Linked DNA regions of Mus musculus: region 1 is linked to region 2. The links are chromatin contacts, called in public promoter capture Hi-C maps. All regions are on one chromosome and are shown on one strand. The core of a region is the stretch at or near the end of the contact, and the rest is flanking DNA. Distances in the headings are between cores, read along the strand shown. Region 1 holds the start of Ints11 (integrator complex subunit 11). Region 2 holds the start of Mib2 (mindbomb E3 ubiquitin protein ligase 2).

What was found. Capture Hi-C pulls out chosen DNA fragments and counts their contacts.
Region 1: a promoter capture Hi-C map of pancreatic islet shows a contact between it and region 2. The contact joins the promoter of Ints11 here to the promoter of Mib2 in region 2. A contact is called at or near these places in 1 of 115 datasets of contacts at active chromatin or transcription factors (effector CD8 T cells) and 2 of 9 other capture datasets (liver and pancreatic islet).

The regions. Positions count from the first base shown.
Region 1 is chr4:155,866,065-155,872,032 of GRCm38.p6, forward strand. Ints11 (integrator complex subunit 11) reads left to right here and starts at 3,503. Exons shown (of 17, transcript NM_028020.3): 1 at 3,503-3,656. The coding sequence starts at 3,629. It overlaps Cptp (ceramide-1-phosphate transfer protein), which reads right to left and starts at 3,376. Exons shown (of 3, transcript NM_024472.4): 1 at 3,103-3,376; 2 at 1,049-1,273; 3 at 1-821. The coding sequence starts at 1,170. The coding sequence ends at 293.
Region 2 is chr4:155,666,166-155,672,844 of GRCm38.p6, forward strand. Mib2 (mindbomb E3 ubiquitin protein ligase 2) reads right to left here and starts at 3,054. Exons shown (of 20, transcript NM_001369164.1): 1 at 2,409-3,054; 2 at 849-1,004.

The sequences.
Region 1 (5,968 bases), core at 2,253-4,752, 200 kb after region 2:
GACACCCCCAGCCCCCATCTTCTCCATTTGCCATCTGCACTTCCATCAAGACTGCCTGAACACACACATAAGCTGAAGTGGAGGGCAAAACTGGAGTTCCATTGTCTCATCCCGGACTGAGAGGACGGCCAGCACCCACCTTTCTTGGTTCAGCTGCCTAACACCTTTCCTATCACAGACTGTGGCTCTCAACAAGCTCAGCTTTCAGGGGTGATAGTAGTATCCAGAAAGCACTGCTGTGGGAGTAGTCCCAGGTTGCCTAAACCCAGTTCTGAGCAGGGTAAGTCCACGCCTAGGGCAGGTCTAGCAGGGAATGCTCAGCATAGAGCTTCTGGGAGATGTCATACACATGCTCAATGAAGGGCAGGGCCTCCCCCAGCATCTCCACTGCTTGCTCAGTGGACTCCATATTCATGGCCTCGAGGAAGACCTTGCGTGAGGGTAAGGCACAGAAGGCCACAGTGACAGCTTGACGTACTATCCAGGAGTGATAGTTAGCCAGCGTGGCATTGTAGGCCTCACTGCAGAGTGTGGAGGTACGAGCATCCTCAGAGCTGGTGCGCAGGCCGTCCAGGAACAGCTGTAGCCAGTGCAGAGCACGATGTAGGCGCAGCACAGTCCGGCAGCCTGAGTGAGGGTGTCGGGGATGGGAACGGTGATCCATGTCCACCAGCTTGTTGCTCACCTCGTAGGCTACCATGGACTGCAAGCTAGCGTAGTGTTCAGACTGTGGGCTGCTTCTCAGACGCTCCATGATCTGCAGCTTTGCGACCACATCCTTGGAAATGAATGAGAAGACGGCCCCCAGGCTGTTTAGAAACCTGCGAAAGGAAGCATAAATTTGAAGCTCTACTCATACTGGCAGCAATCCTGTAGTACAGGGAAGATGCCTTGAGCCTGCTGGAGCACGTGTCTGTCTGGTGGCAAAGGCAGGAAAGCCAGATAGTCTGCTAGCTGCTCCCATCCTCCTATGCCATGCGGGATGCAGAGGTCCCATGTGGACTCTGGCTGGCAAAGCTGCTACCTTCAGCAGCCCCAGTAGACGCACCTGACAAGTCCCTTCCAGCCGGCAATATAGTGGTCCAGCAGCACCTCTCCCTTGTCAGTGAGACACTGCTTGAAGCTGACCAGGACGACTTTAAGGTTGAAATCTTTCTCTGAGTCATCCATCTTCCAACACAAGCTGAAACAGTTTCACACAGAACGTGTAGTCGTCATGGTGGATTATCTCATTCTGTGGTTCATTTTCTCAGGAAGAGATTGGGCAGAAGATCTGAAAGAAATAGTGCAGTGCTAAAACTGTCTCCTGAGAATCACGGTGAAGTTCTATCCCTTCACCTGAGTGCTTTCACCAGAAACCACAAGCTTTTCCACAAGCCACTTTGACCCTGCTGTGCCCTTTAGTCCTGTACCCACAGATCTTGCCATGGCTGCTCCTTGTCCTTCAGGCTAATCTGTTCCTGACCTGAGACTTCACAGCTGCACTGATGGCATCTGCTGTTGCTTCTTACAGTTTCGTTTTTTCTCTTCCTTAGAGCATGTTTCGTGCATTAGGGGAATTTAGGGGAATGTCCCTAAAAGGTGGGCACAGCCCTGGATCCTGGCCACACCCGGACCTCACTGGATTAGGCCAGCATTCTGATGGGAAGTTGCACTAAAACAAAAACAGGGACTTTAAATAAAATAAGTGGTCCTCACACAAGGAGAGGGTGTGAGGCTTTCCCTTCCTTTATCCGGGGTGTATCCCCCAAAATTAAAGCAGAGGCTGTGGGTTGGCATCTGCTAGACAGACAGATGGATACTCCTGTTGTTGAAATGGTATGTGTCCCCAAAAACCAGGGTAGCTGGACCAAAGGTCATACCACATACAAAGGATTGCTACAAGTTCTCCCACTAGCTCTAGAGAACATTCTGGAATTGGTCTAGGATAAAGGCCTTAAGGTAAGGCTGGGCTCTGTATTCTGTAAGCATTTTTACAGTCACTCCACAAACTTAAGTCTCCACACTTACTTGCTTATTTATTTATTTACAGTTGTGGGAACTGAACCTAAGGGCCTCTTGTATGCTGGACAGGTAATAGCCTAGGCAGGCCTTTAACTTTCTTTTTTAATTTGTTTTTTCAAGACAAGATTTCTCTGTGTAACCCTGGCTGTCCTGGAGCTTACTCTGTAAATCAGGCTGATCTTGAACTCAGATCTGCCTGTCTGGGATTAAAGTGCTGGGGTTAAAGGTGTGTGCCACCATGTCAAACTAGGCCTTTTACTTTCAATCTTTCTGCTTCCCGAGTAGCTAGAACTACAAGTTTGTGCCACTAGGCTCCTTTTGTGTTCACATGTTGGATGGGTCACTCTAAGCACCCAGTCCCTACCTTTCCTGCTATCTTAACAGCCTTGCCTTGATGTCCAGGACCAACTCTGTGGGATGTGGCTGCATTACACTTATGTCCAACACTTACCACCAGTCCTGGAGATTCTTGTGGATTCCTGCCTTAACCTCTGTACCATCAGGCCTTCAAAAACCCACCCCTATCCAGTGTGCAACGTATCTGTGTGCAAGTTTTTTCTTTCCTTCACACAGTCCTAGGTCTCAGTCCTTCAGCTCTGGGAGTGTGGTCTACATGTCTCCCCGGTCCATGTAAATGGTGACAGGGCCTCATGGGTTGGACTGGATGCCTGTCGCAAGTTCCAGACTTAGGAGATGGGCTCACCTTGTGTTTAGGTGTCAGGGACAGCCCCGCCTGGGCCTCAAAGTTGGCGACGCCCAGAATCTTGCGATACACCCTCGGCCTGTTTGCTGTCCCGTGGGTCAATAGTCTCTATGCCGCCCCCCTCACCCCAGTTCTTTTTTGGCCACCTAACAATCCTGCGGCCAGGCCTTCCTGCCCAGAGCCTGAGCCAAGTAGCCTCTTAGAACTGTCCGCGGTAAACCCGGAAAGAACAGGAAGGGAGAGCAGCTCGCCAGCTCCCGGAAGGTGATCCAGCTCCCTCTGATGATCAAGCTAAACAGGATGGACAGCCGGGCAAAGGCCCACAAGCTGGCACCCAGCATACACCTAGGCGTAGCAGCAAGCCAGGGTGGTGCAGAGAAGTCTACAAATCTCACCTGAGATGGGTTCCGATGGTGGGGGAGTGGTGGTCTCTACTCCCGCGGAGGGCAAAGGGTGCAGCAGAGGCCAGCGATGGGGAGGGTTGATCAAAGCTACAATTAGGCTGCTGTGGGAGACGATTCTTTGCCAGTCCGCCCCGGTGGTGTACAGAGACGTGGCTCTGCCGCCTGGTTCACGTCAGGTAAGGGTCCCCGTCCCCATGCTTTCCCCTCAAGCTCGGAGCCTGCGGTTGAGCAGAAACCTGGAGCTGCAACCCAAAGTCCAGCCTCTGCCCCGCCCTCCGCTGCCCCGCCAGCCATCCCAATTGGTTGCTGATCATCCAATTAGAACTCGACATATCCGCCTGCGTTTCCGGCGCGAGGGCAGGAAGGGGGCGGTCTCGGCGGTTGCGCCTGCGCGCAGTGCGGAGGGACTCGCCGCGGCCGGGCGTCTGATGTGAGCGCGCGCGGGGTCTGCCTGCGGCTCTCCTGCGGGCGGTGCACGCGAGCCGTGGAGCCGTGGTTCGAGGCGACCTCCCTGACCATGCCCGAGATTAGGGTCACTCCCTTGGGTGAGTCCGAGTCCTAAGCATCTTCCGCGGCGTCCGGAGAGTCGGATGGGTCCCTTCATCTCCGTAGCCGTTTGATCATCTGCTCGTCCCAGGGAGCGGAAGCCGGAGTAGACAGTTTCAGAGCCAGTGCCTCCCTTTTCTCTGTCTGGCACGGGGGGTCGACGAGATGTGGGTTTGATTCCTGGTCCTAGAGCTCGATATGAGTCACGGAGGGCCAGCTTCTGTACCTGGGCTGCTTACGATGGTCGTGAGGTGAAATGAGCCTCGCCTGTCGGTGGTGTTGAATCCAGCACAGAAATCGTCCTGGCGACTTTCCGCTCCTGCATTTGGACGGTTGTTTCAAAGCCCCTCTTACTTCTGCTCACCACCACTACCACCACCACCACCACCCCCAAGCGCTTCTTCATGTTCAGGTTGCTTGCTATCCTTCAGATCAGTAACCAGTCTTTGTGTCTGGTCTATCCCGAATTGTTAAAAGTATATTTGTTCATCGTAGAAAACATAGATCTAGACCTCTAAGATCACCAATAGCATAGGATGGCTGTGAAAGAGAAAACAACCGTTTGAAATCTGGGGTTTCGCTGGGCGGTGGTGGTGCACGCCTTTAATCCCAGCACTTGGGAGGCAGAGGCAGGCGGATTTCTGAGTTCGAGGCCAGCCTGGTCTACAGAGTGAGTTCCAGGACAGTCAGGGCTACACAGAGAAACCCTGTCTCGAAAAACCAAACAAACAAAGAAAAAAACCTGGGGTTTCAGAACCTCCCAAATGTCCCTGGGTTTTACTTCCTGCATGTGTGCAGGGTGTGGGGAGCACTTTCCTATTCATGGTCCCGGTCTCTAGGTCATCTTGGCTAAAACTTCGAGTCTTCTCAACTCACTGCATCACAGGGCCTTAGCAGACGCAACTTCTCATACTGTTTTTTTGTTTTTGTTTTTTTGTCTTGTTTGGTTGGTTGGTTTTTCGAGACAGGGTTTCTCTGTGTAGCCCTAGCTGTCCTGGAACTCACTCTGTAGATCTCATACTGACTAAATACTAATTAGCTTAAACGATGAAGCATATTCATTGACCTGGCTCCCCAATGCCCCCTACCACCACTGGGAAAGTTTTGTTCTCTGCCACAGTTCTGAAATTTTTGGAACAGCTATTAAATCCCCATGTAATGTACTCAGTGACTTATTGCCTCTTCCCCCTACCGTGTAATTCTGCTCTATTCAGGGATGTGTGGTCAAGGTAGTATTCTTTACTTTCTTGTCAGTTTTGTTTTCTCATCCTTTTCCCCTGGAGTTGTAAATCTCTTTGGGAAGAACGTTTGCCAGTGCCCAAGAACTGGGCTTTGTAATTTAAAAATGTATACTTTGGCACCTTTCTTGGTAGTCATGTAATGATGGGCACCTGTGATGTCAGGTAACTTTTGTAAACGTGCAGCCATTCCCCTTCTATAAGTTCAGTTTAAGGGCAGCAGGGCCTGGCACAGCTTCAGGGCTAAAGGAACTATGGGGAGGGATGCTAAAAGCTTTCTTTCAGGGAACACACATCTAGAGGGGACAGCAGCAGGCCTGCAGAAAAATCTAAGCTTGATGGCTCCTCAGCGTCATTGTGGATGCCTACGTAAGGAAAGCAGACTGGGCCATGGCTGGTCACCATGATATTTGTGGTGCTGATGATAGTTGCTGGTGCCTCCAGTTGGCGGTGGAAACCGTAGGATCCAAGATGGCAGCAGGGCTGTTGGTTGTCTTCAGGTTGCTGTTGAGACTTGGCCCACGTCTCTCTCCTTATGGATACAGATCCCAGGAGAGATAACAGTTAGTTAAATGTGTCCTATGTGGTCAGTATCTTGGGCTGGGATGACTGCTTATGTCATCCGGAGCATGGGAGGAACTCCCATTGAGGCTGAGCTAGGGGTATGGGGCCTGTGCTGCTCACTGACCAAAGTTTTGCCGTCAGTCATGTTTATTTGTGGTTAGCCTGAGGCCACATGGCTTCATTCAACACTAGACCTCAGGATCCAGGCCTCAGCCTCTTCGGGAAGACATTTCAGGGAAGAAAGCCTCACTGGTTTGCAGCCCCGTAGAGGGTCAAGGCTAGATAATTTGAGTTAGGTTTGAGGACAGCAGTATTGTTTACAGAGCACTGGCTTGTGTTTGTTCAGTGTTGGGAACTGCAGCCAGTGCTCAGTGCTCTGCTAACAATTCGTCACACCTTTGAGATGCGCGGGAAAGCGTGGTGAGGGAGGGCAGGAGCCCCTAGCACAGCACCTTATCTCACTGTTGTGCATTTCCTTAACCTTCGTGTGAAGGTATAAGTGGTTCCGT
Region 2 (6,679 bases), core at 1,804-4,303:
TAGATAGATAGATAGATAGATAGATTCAGTTGTGTTCCTCTAGAGAACCCTGACTAATATATGTGCCACAACCTCCTAACAACTACCACAAGCTCGCCCTTCCCACTGAGTAGAAAGCCTCTGCCTCTTTTCTCCCATCTTCCTGCCCTCATTGACAAGGCTCTTGAGAGAGGATGGTACTGTGTGCTCCATGTGTCCTGAAACCTGACAAAGCTCCCAAAGCCAGCAGGAGCCTTACAGAAACCTTAGTCCTGCCTGTGTAAAGAGGTCCTAGGGTCTGAAGGCATTGTCCTGAAGTTCTGACCAGTATAGCTCAGTACAGCTACAAACAATGTTACAATATGTACAGACAATGTTACTTTCAAATCCACATTAAATGTCACTAAACTTTGATATACACCATACTTTAGGATGCTGAAAAACACAAAGTGTTATGTGTACCCACCATCTCAGTAGGAAATACAACTACAGAGTTAACTGACTTTTTCCTTTGCCAGAAATACTGGATTTTGTCATCAGATGTCCATCAGATACTGCCATGTCCCTAGGCAGTATCCAAACACTCCTGGAGCTATTGCTATAGATATTTACAAGTATAGTGAGGTAGGCTAAAGGATGAGGATTTGCTTGACAAATGTGCCTCAGCAGAAGTAGAACTCACCTCAGTCCAGGCTATACGCCTTTAATTCCAGCATTCAGGAGGCAGAGGCAGGCAGACCTTTGTGAGTTCAAGGCTAGCTGGGTCTACAGAGCTAGTTCCAGGACAGCCAAGGCTATAAAAAGAAACCCTGTCTTGAAAATCTAGGAGAAACAAAAACCAGACAAATGAACAAACAACAAAAACTCACCTTAGGACACAAAGAAGCCTTTAGTCAACATCCCAGGCATTTAGTTGCTACTTCCTGGGCCACAAATTGGCTCAGCCACCAAAACTTCCTGTGAGAAACTAGCAGCCATTGCCAACACAGAATACAGCAAACCAAACAGGAAGTCAGGGAGCCAGGCTGGGGAAAGATCATTTTAGAGGCAGTTTTACACACAGTATTTACTACCAAAACTAGATAGTGACCATTCTGCCTGCTGTTGCTACCAGTGTTCCTTCCTTAAACAAACAAACTTTCTTCTTCTCTCTCTCTCTCTTTTTTTTTTAATGTGGCCTTCATTAGCCTGGATCTCACTATACAGACCAAATTCCTTTCAAGTGTTGGGATTAAAAGAATCTGTGGGGGTGCTGGTGAGATGGCTTAGTGGTTAAGAGCACCGACTGCTCTTCCGAAGGTCCTGAGTTCAAATCTCAGCAACCACATGGTGGCTCACAACCATCCATAACGAGATCTGACTCCCTCTTCTGGTGTGTCTGAAGACAGCTACAGTGTACTTACATATAATTAATAAATAAATCTTTGGGGGTAAAAAAAGCATTTGTGGGACACCATGCCAGGACATTTAATAGGTCAGAATTATCAGGACAATGTAGGGGGATGCTGCCCCTTATTATATGAATATTTTATTGGGAATCTCCAATCAGCCACAAAAATTAAGTCATGGGCTGGTGAGATGGCTCAGTGGGTAAGAGCACCCGACTGCTCTTCCGAAGGTTCAGAGTTCAAATCCCAGCAACCACATGGTGGCTCACAACCATCCATAACAAGATCTGACTCCCTCTTCTGGATTGTCTGAAGACAGCTACAGTGTACTTACATATAATAAATAAATGAATCTTTAAAAAAAAATTAAGTCATGTTATAGTATAAAAGTTAGCAGATTGCCTTTATTCAAATGAATAAAACTACATGACATAGAGAGGATTCAGGACTCGAGTATATCTCCCTATACCTCTGGTGGTGTCGGAGATACTGTTGAATTGAAAAATGTCTAACAAAACTGGTTCATCAGAGGCCCCTACTAGGCAGGTGGATGTCCTAGATGCTAGTAGAATCAAACAAGAATGTCAACTGAAGACACAGAGGCCAGGAAACCAGATCTACCCTGCACCAAGACATCTGCTGGGGGACATCATTAAGGTTCAGGGGTATCATGGCTACTAATCTCTGGGGAACTCTAGGTACACTGTAGCTTGGGGTTCACCACCCTGCCTAGGGCTGACCTTGGGTGGGATAATGACATTCAGATACTTGTTGCATCAGAAGCAACAGGCCACAGTGGAATATATAGCCAGGAGACATTCTATAAGCAGCCAATCTTGCTCTGTCCCCAAGCCCACTAGCTCCTTAAGAGCCTTCCTGGCATCTCTGCTTTTCTTATTGGTTCTGAACCCAAAGGAGGCAGAAAGGACGATTTCTCACTGCCCAGTCCACTCAAGCACATTTAAACAGAAACACAAACCCTGACACATCAGACGGCATCCTCAAGAGAAACAAACCAAACCCGAACTGTCAAGCGCTCACCTGTCTGGAGGTCCAGTGTCCCCCACCCGCCTTGAGAATCGGGCAGGAGCCCTGATGCTTGGAGACTTGGGACTGGCCTCCGCCGTGCTGACCTTCCTCTCTGAAAGCCCCAGGAGATCCAAACCTATGGCCAGGGGTGCTGAGACGCAGTTAACATCTGAGAAGGGACAGAGGCCGCTGGTCGCCTTAAAAAGCTCCCATGGGTCTGGTGGCTGGGACACGCTGCATCACCCCCACGCACCGAGAACGCGCAACGGGCACGAGCTGGGTCCAGGGGGAGAAGCACCAAAAGCCCGTCGCGCTGAAGGGCCGAGGTCAGCCAACAAAACCGCAGCCCCGTCAGGACGATCAGGACCCCTAGGCCCCGTGCCACCGCCCCCGTCGCTGGGAGGACGCCCGGCCCGGCCCCCCACTTGCCAAGAGTTTCCGCGCTCGTTCGGCCCAGGAATACCCGCCCCTGAGCAGCGCAGAGGCTGACAGTGGAGCCTCGGCTCGCCACCGAGACGCCAGCTGCAGCCCGCCGTCCTCCGCCCCCTAACAGTGTTTAGCAAGGCCGCCTCTCTTGCGCTAGCCCACCAGGGAGCCCCACCACGGCTCCCCGACTACAGTCGCGGGGCGCCGCACAGATTGCCGGGAGCTGTAGTTTGCAGAGCCAGCCCGGGGGCGGGACAGACGACTCCCAGGAGGCTCTGCGCGTGACGCACTATGCTTAGGGTCAGGGGGCGGGGCTTATAGCTACCAAGGCACCCCGAGCATGACGTACACGTCTGGTCTGGTAGCAAAGGGACCGACGGACGCGTTATGCATGGTCAGCGGGAGCTCTGTTTCTCTAAAGAAGAAACTGGAAATGCCTGCGTCTCGGCATTCTTGGAACAGAGAGGGAGCGTTGAAAGGGGATGGGCGCAAAGTCGCACCCGGAAGTGCGTGTGGGCGGAGCCAGCCCTGCACAGGTCTCCTGCGCAGTACTAGTTCCCAGGACGCTCTCTGTTGCCTTGGAGACAGAAGTTTCGGGTGACGTCTTGCCTGAAATGGGTGGGGTTTCCAGAGATGTAGCGAAAACGCATCCAAAGTAATTCTTTTGGCTTTTTTTTTTCTTTTTGAAATAAGGTTTCACTATGTAGCAACGTGTAGCAACATATTGCAACATAGCCTGGGCCTCACTATGTTGATCCTGCTGACCCCGAGCTCATGGAGCCCCACCTGCTTCTGCCTCGAGAGTGCTGGAAATTAAAGCATGCACTACCACACCCTGCACGACTTAATTTATTTTATAATCAGAGTTGCGCCCATCTTTTTTCTTTTGTTTTCCTATCCTCTATCTGGAGCGGGGTGGGAATCAACTCAGACCTACTGAGCAACCCCCTACCCAGCTACTGATTTTAGTCCTACAGGCATAAAGTTAACAAGCAGTCATCCTGGCCTTTGTGTTTATAAACAGTATACTGCCTTGATTTACATGTATTAGACAGTTCTATGAAGTTCCTCAGACCACAACAACATAGTTCTCCAGCAACTCTCCCCACAAGCTTTGCCCCCATGTGCAAGTTACCTCCATATGTATTGTAACTGTCCCCTCACCAGCTTGCTGTCTAGGTGTATTCCACTGCTGCACACTACCACATATGAACCCAGTCTATTCCGGCACAATCGTAATTGTTCTTTGTTCTTTTCTTTACATTTATTTATTTTTGTTGAGGGAGGGGACACCAGTGCCATAAGCTGTAACCTCCCCCAGCCTGAAACAAGCTGATCCAGACCTTGACCTTGAGGCCACTAGGGAGATTACCTGGGGTGGAGCCTTCCTGCCTAGATGGCTCTATTGTTCTGCCACCTGCCACTGCTCCTCCAAGACACTGCTACCTGCTGAGAGGCCGCTGAGATATACCTGAAGAACACCCTATCCTGCAAGTCGCCTACAGGCTGGCTCCAGACACCAGAAATGGACTGGCAGGGGATGGGCCTTCCCTGTTATGAGCACACTCTCTTAGTAAACTGGCGGGCCTTGAACAGAATCATGTCTTGGTCTCCATTAATTTCTCTCGAAGTCTAGTCTCTTTCAGCCCCAGCCTGCCTCCCAGGTGTAGGCCCAAGTGGGCCGCGGGCCGGTATACAACAATAACCTACATGTGCAGTCAGAGGCTCATGCAAGCGTCTTTGCCTGCTAAGTCATTTTACAGGCTATTTTTATTTTGAGACAGCATCTTACTTTTGCCCAGGTTGACCTCCAACACTGTAGCTCTGTAGTCCTACAATCTTAGCCTTTCAAGTGCTGGGGTTTAGGGACTAAGTCACCTCTTCTAGCTCCAGCCTAGAATGTGTTCCCAGGTTTCTAGTTTGTTTGAGTGGGTGGTTGGTTAGTAGATTAGTTGGTTTTTGTGATGGGGTCTCACTAAATGGCCCTGGCTAGCCTGAAATTCTCAGGTAGCCTAGGCTAGCCTAGAACTCACAAAGATTCGCCTGCCTTTGCTTGTTTAGTGGAGGATTAAAGGCAAGCACCACCGCCTTGGGCCTAACCAAATTGGTTCTATGATGTGCTAGGTGAAATAACATTGAGAAGATAGGAAATTATGAGCTTAAGATAGTGCAAGGACTTTTATTTTGGTGGGAAAGCCTGCTGAGGGAGGACTGTGGAAGAACTAGAGACTTGCATCTTCTTACAAGGTGGGATGATTATAGGGAAGAAAAGGGAGGTGTTGCAGGAAATATTAAAAAGTGCACCATCACACGCTTTCACTGGCTACTCTTGGGCTCCGGTGACCCCGATGCCTCTATGGCAGAGACCGCACATCTCCCAGTTTTCTTGACGTGGATTTTGCTCACATTCCCAGCCTGTAGTCAGTGGTTCAAAATCCCAGTAACTTGGTAAAATCAAAACTCTAAACCGGGCGTGGTGACACACGCCTTTAATCCCAGCACTTGGGAGGCAGAGGCAGGCGAATTTCTGAGTTCGAGGACAGCCTGGTCTACAGAGTGAGTTCCAGGTCAGCCAGGGCTACACAGAGAAACCCTGTCTTGAAAAAGAAAAACAAAAACAGAAAAAAACCTCTAGAGGCTTGTAATTTATAAGTCAGATATATATCAGTAAATTCTCACCCCATAAAATGCCCACACAATGAACTCAGAGCCAATTGATATTGATATAAAATGCCCAACTAGATAAGACAATGTATTATTCCATCCCTTCTATGATATTCATAGCACCTGTGGCCATTTAAAGCCACACGGAATCTGGATCATTTCTCTTCCTCCATCTTCCTTCCTTCTCCCTCCACCTGTCCCAGTCTCTGTCTCTGAAACTCTTAGCGCTGCTTCCCTTTCCCCTGTCCAATCATGGGCTTATTGTTGTATTAATATTTAAAATAATTGGGGGATACTTCTGCTACAGGGACAGGGAAAGAGGTTGAAACCTTCCCTTTTGGGCCCTGGCTGTTGCTAGGAGTAACCAAGGATGATTGATGATTAGTGAGTGAAAGAGTGTCAGGTGGCCAGGTGGTGGTGTTCACCCTTAATCCCAACACTTTGGAGTCAGAGGCAGTTGGATCTCTGAGTTCAAGTGCATCCTGGTCTACAGAGAGAGTTCCAGAGCAGCCAAGGCTACACAGAAGAGAGAGAGAGAGAGAGCAGGGATGGGAGGCAGTAGTAAGAAGTTAGAGTTCAAATCCCTGTAACCACATGGCGGCTCACAACCATCCGCAACAAGATCTGACTCCCTCTTCTGGTGTGTCTTTTTTTTTTTCTTTTTCTTTTTTTTTTTTTTTTTTTTGGAAACAGGGTTTCTCTGTGTAGCCTTGGCTGTCCTGAAACTCACTCTGTAGTCCAGGATGGTGTTGAACTCAGAAATTCACCTGCCTCTGCCTCCCAAGTGCTGGGATTAAAGGCAAGTAAATCTAAAAAAAAAAAATTATTAATTATATACAGTGTTCTGCATATATATCTGCATGTCAGAAGAGGGCACCAGATCTCATTATAGATGATTGTGAGCCAGAGTGTGGTTACTGGAAATTGAACTGAGGACCTCTGGAAGAGCAGTCAGTGCTCTGAACTCTCTAAGCCATCTCTCCAGCCTTAGGAAGAACTTTTTTTTTTAAGATTTATTTTATTAATATATGTAAGTACACTGTAGCTGTCTTCAGACACTCCAGAAGATCTTGTTACGGATGGTTGTGAGCCACCATGTGGTTGCTGGGATTTGAACTCTGGACCTTCGGAAGAGCAGTCGGGTGCTCTTACCCACTGAGCCATCTCACCAGCCCCGGGAAGAACTTTTTGAA